Linked DNA regions of Arachis hypogaea: region 2 is linked to region 1. A link is a contact called in public Hi-C data. All regions are on one chromosome and are shown on one strand. The core of a region is the stretch at or near the end of the contact, and the rest is flanking DNA. Distances in the headings are between cores, read along the strand shown.

The links. A called contact is a pair of places that touch in the nucleus more often than the background predicts.
Region 2: a Hi-C map of leaf shows a contact between it and region 1, with 3 times the contacts expected there. The contact joins the promoter of LOC112711319 here to the enhancer-like site in region 1. A contact is called at or near these places in 2 of 8 Hi-C or Micro-C datasets (both in leaf).

The regions. Positions count from the first base shown.
Region 1 is chr9:100,271,480-100,275,644 of arahy.Tifrunner.gnm2.J5K5, forward strand. LOC112711314 (TNF receptor-associated factor homolog 1b) reads left to right here. Exons shown (of 13, transcript XM_025763941.3): 13 at 47-1,675. The coding sequence ends at 1,432. Among protein-coding and RNA genes, the nearest start is that of LOC112711314, 12 kb to the left of the region's middle. Within about 2 kb of position 2,027, at least 1 of the 3 cell types and tissues checked has open chromatin away from gene starts, as enhancers often do.
Region 2 is chr9:100,584,003-100,588,167 of arahy.Tifrunner.gnm2.J5K5, forward strand. It overlaps LOC112711319 (protein PIN-LIKES 3), which reads left to right and starts at 2,234. Exons shown (of 10, transcript XM_025763949.2): 1 at 2,234-2,538; 2 at 2,820-2,899; 3 at 3,001-3,125; 4 at 3,294-3,415; 5 at 3,529-3,717; 6 at 3,986-4,078. The coding sequence starts at 2,404.

The sequences.
Region 1 (4,165 bases), core at 777-3,276:
TATCTCTTTTTTCTTGATGTATGGTATTTGCTTTTCTAATTGGTAGGAGGAGGATGTTGCTTCACTGCAACAGAAACAGAATATCAAAGACCAAGTTGAGACAGAGAGACCTGTTGACAATGAAAGTCTACGGAAAGAGAATATACCTGCAGTGCCATCCTCACCATTAAGTCCCCTTAGAAACATATCCTCAACTGTTCAGATGAAGTCAGAAGAACACAAGACCAGCGCTACGGTAGATCCTGTTCATATCAGGAAAACATCTTCACCTTTCTCATCTGCATCACAAGCAACAACTGTGTCCAAAACCGAGACCCTAAAATCTTCAACTGCAAGTGTGAGATTAACTGAAAGATCTGTAGCACAACTTTCCGTGATGTCAAGACCTTCTAGTTCTCCTTTGGTTCCTGGTCCCAGGCCTGCAGCTCCTGTTGTCTCAATGGCTCAAACAGCTCTTCCACTTTCACGTTCAGTGAGTGCATCTAGTCGGTTAGGTCCTGATCCATCACCTGCTACTCACAGTTATGTTCCTCAATCCTACAGAAATGCTATAATAGGGAACCCAGTGACTTCAACAGCTGCCAATCTGACCCATTCCAGTTCCTCTAGTTCCACAGTGAAACAATCTTCTGGGTTTTCTCAACCGCCCTCCATGGTATCATCACCAATATTTTTACCCCAGGGCTCTGATAGAATGGGCACTAGTGCTGGCCAGACAGGTTTGCCCTTTGGCATGGTTAAACGCGATGTATTACATAATGGTCCCCAGTGGATGGAAAATTCTCAAAGCGAAACAAGCAGAAGCATGCACTATGACCAACCTTCCGGGCTTAATGACATTCAAAACCATGACTTGTACAGGCCAGTGCACAGTAGATCTATGGGTGATATCTTGACTGAGTTCCCTGCTTGCACATCTGGCCGTCAGAACCAAGGGTTGTTAGTGGATGAGTTCCCGCATCTTGATATCATAAATGACCTGCTTGATGATGAAACTGGTGTTGGAAAGTCGGCAAAGGCGAGTTCAACATTCCAGTCTCTTAATAGTGGGCCACACTTGCTTAATCGACAGTTCAGTTATCCTGGGGACTTGGGTGCAGATGATGAGTTTGGATCCTCAACCAGTTCTTGCAGGTTCGAGCGTTCGCTGAGTTTCCATCATCATGATCACGGATTTCAAGGAGGTTATAGGTCGTCTAATGGGCATTTCGATTCAATGAGAGATTATGTTCCACAAATGAGTACTTCTTACGTCAATGGGCAGGTTGACGGGGTGATGCCTAACCAGTGGCAGGTGGGCGGATCTGATCTGCTATATCTAGGTATGAGGAACTCGGATAATGATGGTTACTCGTACTATCCAGATTACTCAAATGTGGCATCTGGTATCAATGGTTATTCCATATTCCGGCCGTCAAATGGTCCTACTTAGAGAGGGAAAAGAGGATGGAGAGTGTCCAGAAATGAGTGGTCACCATCCAAATGGAATAATGTATTTGGGGGGATTTGTTGGTTCTCTTTTTAGATTGGAGTGAGGTTGTGATCACTTCATAAGCAAAAACATCTTGTAAAGAGTGTTTCGGTTATTTGTTTCCAGCTTTTGTTTATGAAATTCATACGTGTCTTGGTTATCTGGGATTTATCATTTATGGATGAATCATTATGAGGTTTTTTACCTTCGGAGTTCGGAGTACATTGGTCATAGTAAAACTAAACAGCGGGAACCATGCATCTCCACGTCCACGTTTTAGACGCATGCTTTCATAGTAATTAACTCGGGTTTTGCTAACTGGTGCCACAATAGAACTCCGTAAAATCAAATTACTAGTTAAAAGACTAATAATGGTAATTGTGATATATATATATATATATATATATATATATATATATATATATATATATATATATATATATATATTGGTCAAGTGGATTGGACAGTCCCTAATTTTAGACATTACACCCATGCATTATACACTCATCCAATCCACTCACATACACTACATGGGAGTATACACAAATGGTTCAATATTTCTCCAAGAGGATTTGAATCCGGTGCAGCTCTATGGGAGGGAAACAAGATTGCCATCTGACCCAGGCCTTGGCTGCTGAGATATATTTTCTAAACACAAAAAAAGTCATGCTCAATAATTTGTATTGTTTGGCAGGGTAATGACTTATTGAAGAGTTGTATTTTATTAAAAGGTCGTGACTTATTGAAGAACTTTATTTTCTCAAAGGAATGTTTCTTTTTATGAATATACTAAATACATGAACTCAGTATCTATAAATATGACATCAGACTAGCAAAACAGAATATAACAATTTATCTTCAAATTTCAAATCTTGAAGGAAGAAACTATGCTAAAGAAGATTAAGGTACAACAAGAATAAGGAATAAGAAATAAGTGATCAGGAGTTGCTAGGACTTAGGAGTATAGGTTTTTTTCTTTTTTTTTTTGTGTTTTTTGGGTTTTAAAATATTAGAATCATTTAGATGACTTTACCAAAAGGTTGAATGGGTGAAATTTTTTTGAGTGCTCTAGGAATTGCACGTGATTGGTTTTTTGTAGTTGTAGGCATCTATTTCTATCTTAACACACTCTTTGTATACATAAGAAAGAATAAAAAATATCATTTTGTCAAACATCATTAGTGTTAAATACTTAAATTTAACTGTATGAGTACAAAAAAGGTCAAATATTTTTTATTATATTTTACAGAAAATTTGTCAGTAATTCATTTTATACATCATAATTGGATTGATTGGGGTAGATTAATCAATAATCCATTTTACACATCATAATTGAATTGGTGAGAGTAAATTAAACTTAAAAAAGTGTCTCTAACACACACCTTAAAAAGTTTACACAAACGCTTTAAAAAATTAGGTTGTTATATTCTCCATTTTTTTTTGTTACAAATTGTTACATGATTCTCATCTCGTAAAATTTTAACAAATCTCAAGTTTTCAATCTAGGATGCTCACAATAATCTTGATCAATTCCATATTTTTAGTCTGAGTAAACAGTTTAATTAAGTTCTTTTTTAAAAATAGCTTAAACAATAAATCACTATAATAAAGATAATTTATAAATGAGTTATTTTATATTTAAATTTTTAATTTTAAAAGTATTTATTTTAAAAAAATGTGATAAATTTTTTTTTTATGAAAAAAGTCATTTTTTTAAATTTTTTATAAGTTTTTAAATAATTTATTATAAAATTATAATTTAATTTTAAAAATTATACTTAAATATTAATACTATTATTTTTTATAAGTTAAAAATTAAAAAAAAATTACTTTTGAAGGTCCAAACGAACTATGAAAAGGACATTGATATGACATATGTTGTTGATAACACCGTCATCCCACGTTACAAATTGTACATTAGATAGTGCTTAATGCACTATGATCTTCTGTCTAAATTAGCCTCCGAGTCTTCTTGGATTATTCAAATTTCAAAGTCACTGTCTTTGCTTATTTATGACTATCGGCATTCAAAGCGCACTTAAATGACTCAGAACCTTGTCATCAATTCTATTTCCGACCATTTAAGCACCTAGACTTGACATTTTATTTTCTTGCGTGATCTAAGGTTCAGCTAGCTAAGGTTTTTTAAAAGATGTTTGTAATTTTGAAATCTACAAGTATTTTATTTTGTATTTGTCTATTTGATATAAAAAATATTTATTCATATTTTGTTCTTTTAAAAAGTTAGAGGTATTTATTTTAAAAGATATTATAAAAATTTAAATAAGTTTTTATTTTTTAAAGTTAAAAAATTAATATAATTTTATAATTAATAGATATCTATATTAATTCTTATTTTTATTATATTTATGCATTTTAAATTATTTTAAATGTTAAAAATAGTTTTATTAAATATTATTTTTATAGTTTATACTTATTAAAAGTAATTTATTTTTTATTTACCGAATATAGCTGTTATAACTTTCAAAAAATTATTTTTAACAAGTTAAATTTAATTAAACTAATTTTAAAATTTAAGTTTTTTGTCAGTCCAGACCAAAGTTCTTCAATTTATTGTTTCCAAAAAAAAAAACTAATATATTCATTTTAAGAATATCAATCTATTTTATTCTTATATAATAACTATTGCAATAGATCATTAACCAATTAGCTGCATTTTGAGGGTTTTCAAGT
Region 2 (4,165 bases), core at 984-3,483, 310 kb after region 1:
ACAACCAAGTCAAGAGAGGAGAGTTAAAGAAATTACGTGAAACCAAACTATTATCAGTACTCATCCACGTGCCTCTCGCCACCCTGCAGTCATGGAGCACATGGAACAAAGATTCAAGGGATACACCACAAATGGTACAACTGTCTTCCTCCATCATATGTCTTCTGGCGCATTCTGCATTGGTTAAAAGGGCTTAGTGCACTACGAACTAGAGAAAGACCATAGCCGTTGTGAAGCCTCCAACTTCCATATTTTATAGAATATGGAAGCATTTGATTCATCTGCATGCCCCAAAAAGATAGCACAAGTCGACTTTATGGAGAAGACACTACTCGATACCAGAAGCCAAACCAAACTATCGACTCTTAACCCAAGCTCAGAAGATTTAATAGAAGCAAAACTAGAATACCAATCATCTCCCAGCATAGTACCAATACAGTCATAGTCCCAATAAAAATTAATAACAAACTTGTAAATTCTCTCTTTCAGCACTTCTGGCTGAGCAAAATTCATAAATTTATGAAAATCTGGTATTCATTGGTCGGTCTAAAAATTAATCTTACTATGGGATCCGACCCTCCATATGAGATTATTCTAAAAATTCTTTCAAATCCTTTGGATGCCTTGCCAAGAATTCGAAACTGTTTTGATCTTTTTAACAACAAGAAGAGTAGCCTTATCCATCCATATTTACTTCAAAGAATTTTAACCCAAAGATCTCTATTATGGACAAGTTTTCAGGCTAATTTCATCAAATTTGCATTATTAAGAACTCACACATACATGTCTAAAGTCGAGACCTTCTTGCGCCTTAGGCGAACAAAGAGTTTTCCATTCAAAAAGATGAGGCTTTCTAACCAAATAAGCCCCCCCAAACAAAATTGCGACATATGCTGTCAATTTGATCACAAATACTCAAAGACAATTTTATGGTTTGCATTACATAAGATGGGATAGTTGATAGAGTCGTTTGAGTAAGAGCAACTCTACCTGCCAAAGAAACGTTGCGGGCTTTTCAAGAGTCAAGGCGTTTCGATATTCTGTCAAGAATGAATAAATACATTTAAATATATCATTATTATAAAATTAATTCATAATTTTATATTTATATTTTTGGTATTTTTTATTCTCATTTATTTTTCTAAGTCCAAGTTTAAATTTGGCACATCTCCTTACTAGGTATATTCAAATATATCATGATTATAAAATCAATTTATATTTTTGATATTTCTCATTCTTATTCTTTTTTTTAATTTTTTCTTTAATTATTTGCAATCCAAAAATCACCGTATGAGAAGATAAAGTATGACAACTAAAGCAAATATATAAATAGAAGCAACAAATGAAGATATAGTTTTGTATAACTCTAATATAAAAGGCCTATGCCTTTTTTAAAAATAAATGAATTCAAATTTTAAAATAATAAGCTATATTTTAATTTATATTATATTTTAGTTGAATAATTATATGGAATTATATACTAATTATCAAATAAATATTTTGTAAAATATTTTTAGTATAAAACAATTAAAATTTAACATTAGTTTATATATTATCTAACCAATCTCTAAATAATATAACACTTATTATAATACATTATGTAGTATAATTAATTTACTTCTCTGCACATCGCGCGGGTCTCACTCTGGTTAGTATTATTGGTATTACCTTTTCAACCAGTTCCATAATATCATTCTACTATCAGTGAGTGTAAAGAATAAACCCCTTTACATAAACAAAATTATATGTATCGAAATTTGAATAAGATAAAAATAAAAGAGTGAGACTTATCCTATCTCATTTTAATTTTCTAATGTAATAGTTAAGAAAATTATTCTACTTCACTTTTTCACATCCAAATTTTTCAAGAAACTCAGAAATTTAGATATGTTTATAGTTTTATACCTCTTAATTTAGAGGTTTTTATATCTTAGTTTTAAAACCCTAATTCATAAGTTCATTGGGGCAAAATAGACTAAATCATAATTGAATCTAAAATAATAAAAGTAAAATAAACATAAAATAAATACTAATAAAGTTATATATATTTAATTCAACTTAACTTACAGAGAATTTTCAATGCAATTTGAAAATAGTAAAAAGTTTGATTTTCCATAATTGTTAACCAGTGTCTTAGTCAATTCTTAATGCATATTTTGAACAAATAATTTAGTCATGTTTACAAAATTTTTTTTTATTCTCTTAAATGCTGTTCTTGTAATTAAAACAATTGGCATATGGTACTTCTCATTTTGTCCCATAAAACTTGTATCAAGAAATGTCTTTTTCCAAAAGATGAAATTGTTTTGATTCTCCTAGAACTATAATTTGGACCACCCTGATAATTAAGAAGGATATACACTTTTTTTAGAGTAAGTAATTAATTAAGGAAAGAAGAGTAGAATGGAGCTGTGGAAGCTGTTCATGACTGCATTAATGCCGGTTCTTAAGCTGATAATCATCACTGCTGTAGGAGCATTTCTTGCTCTTGATCGCTTTAATTTGTTGAGAGACAATGCTAGAAAGCATTTGAATGCAGTAAGTTATTTTATTTATTTTATTTATTTTCTAAATACTTTATTTAAACTAATTTGTAAGAGACATCTTTCTTGATTCCAAGGAATGTCTTTTTCAAAATTGGAACAAATGATGTTAATTCATTAGTTCATCAGAGTCACAAAGCAAGAAACATATCATCAACTATGATGTTCTAGCTTCATTCTCACAACTCTTGCTGCTCAAAAATCAATACAATCAATGAGACAACTACCTTAATTATTTCGCTGTTCAACACTTAATGATGTTTTTCTTTTTTTCAGTTGGTATATTATGTGTTCATTCCAGCTCTTATATGCAGCATCCTGACAAAATCTATAACATTTAGGAGCCTGGTTATGCTGTATGTTGTTTTCTTCCTCCTCTGCATTTTCTTTTGGTTTTGCATTTAAACCATTCATGAATTGCTTCTCCTAAGATTCTTTCACTGTATGAATCATGCAGGTGGTTCATGCCAATGAACATTCTTCTGACATTCATCGCAGGGTCGGCTTTAGGATGGTTACTTATGAAAGTAACCAAAGCTCCTCATAATTTGCAAGGCCTTGTTTTAGGCTGCTGTGCTGGAGGTAGCTTAAATTAGCCAAGTCCAATTCAATATAATACAATTTTGGTTGATCATAAAGAAGGATGTGGATTTTTTCGACGAATTTGATTTGTAAAGTTCCGCGCAGAGTTCATCATTCATGAAGTTTTTCTCTTCTCATTAATTTGAGTTTGTTGTAATTTGTAAACAGGAAATCTTGGAAACTTGCCTCTGATTGTAATTCCTTCAGTTTGTAAACAAAGCAGTAGTCCTTTTGGAGATGTAGATGTTTGTTATCAAAAAGCAATGGCTTATGTTACTCTTTCTTTGGCTGTAAGACAATTTAGTATTTGAAAATTTAATTATGTTCATATATCATTAGAGAAAATTTTGACAACAGTTAATTAAGATTTTTTTTAATGTTTTATTTCATTATGATGTACCAGGTTGGATGCATGTACTTTTGGACTATTGTGTACAGCATAGTGAGAGCATATTCATGCAAGGTTTCTAGTGTCGGAAATGTTGATGATTCCACATCATATCCATTGGAATTAATAGAATCAGATCCTGAAAACCATACAAAACCTTCAAATGGATTAGTTGTTACTTTAGAGGAAAAAACAACTCCTGATGTAAGAGCAGAGGTTTATTCATTGTTCTAGTAGATATATATACACTTTGCGCACTTTTCGATATCTTCATTGAACTATTTAGGGTGCGACTGGTTTGCGTTTTTATTTTCTGATGTAATTTTATTGTTTTTATTATTTTCTCTTTTTCTTTTACAAAATTTTCTGAAGACAGAAACGCAAATCAAATACACCCTATATTTATCAGCAAATTGTTTTATGAAGTGACTAAATAGAAGGTCTCAAATTTTTTTCGTCCATTTTTGTACAGGTAGGCAATCATACAAAGCTTATGGAAACATTGAAGAAATTAGTAGTAAAGCTCAATTTGAACATCCTATTAACTCCTGCAACAATTGCAGTGGTATGCCAATATTTCTTCTGAATTTTTCATCCCTATATCCTTATTGTTCTCTTTCTTTTCTAGAATAAGTGATCAATTTGCAACCTG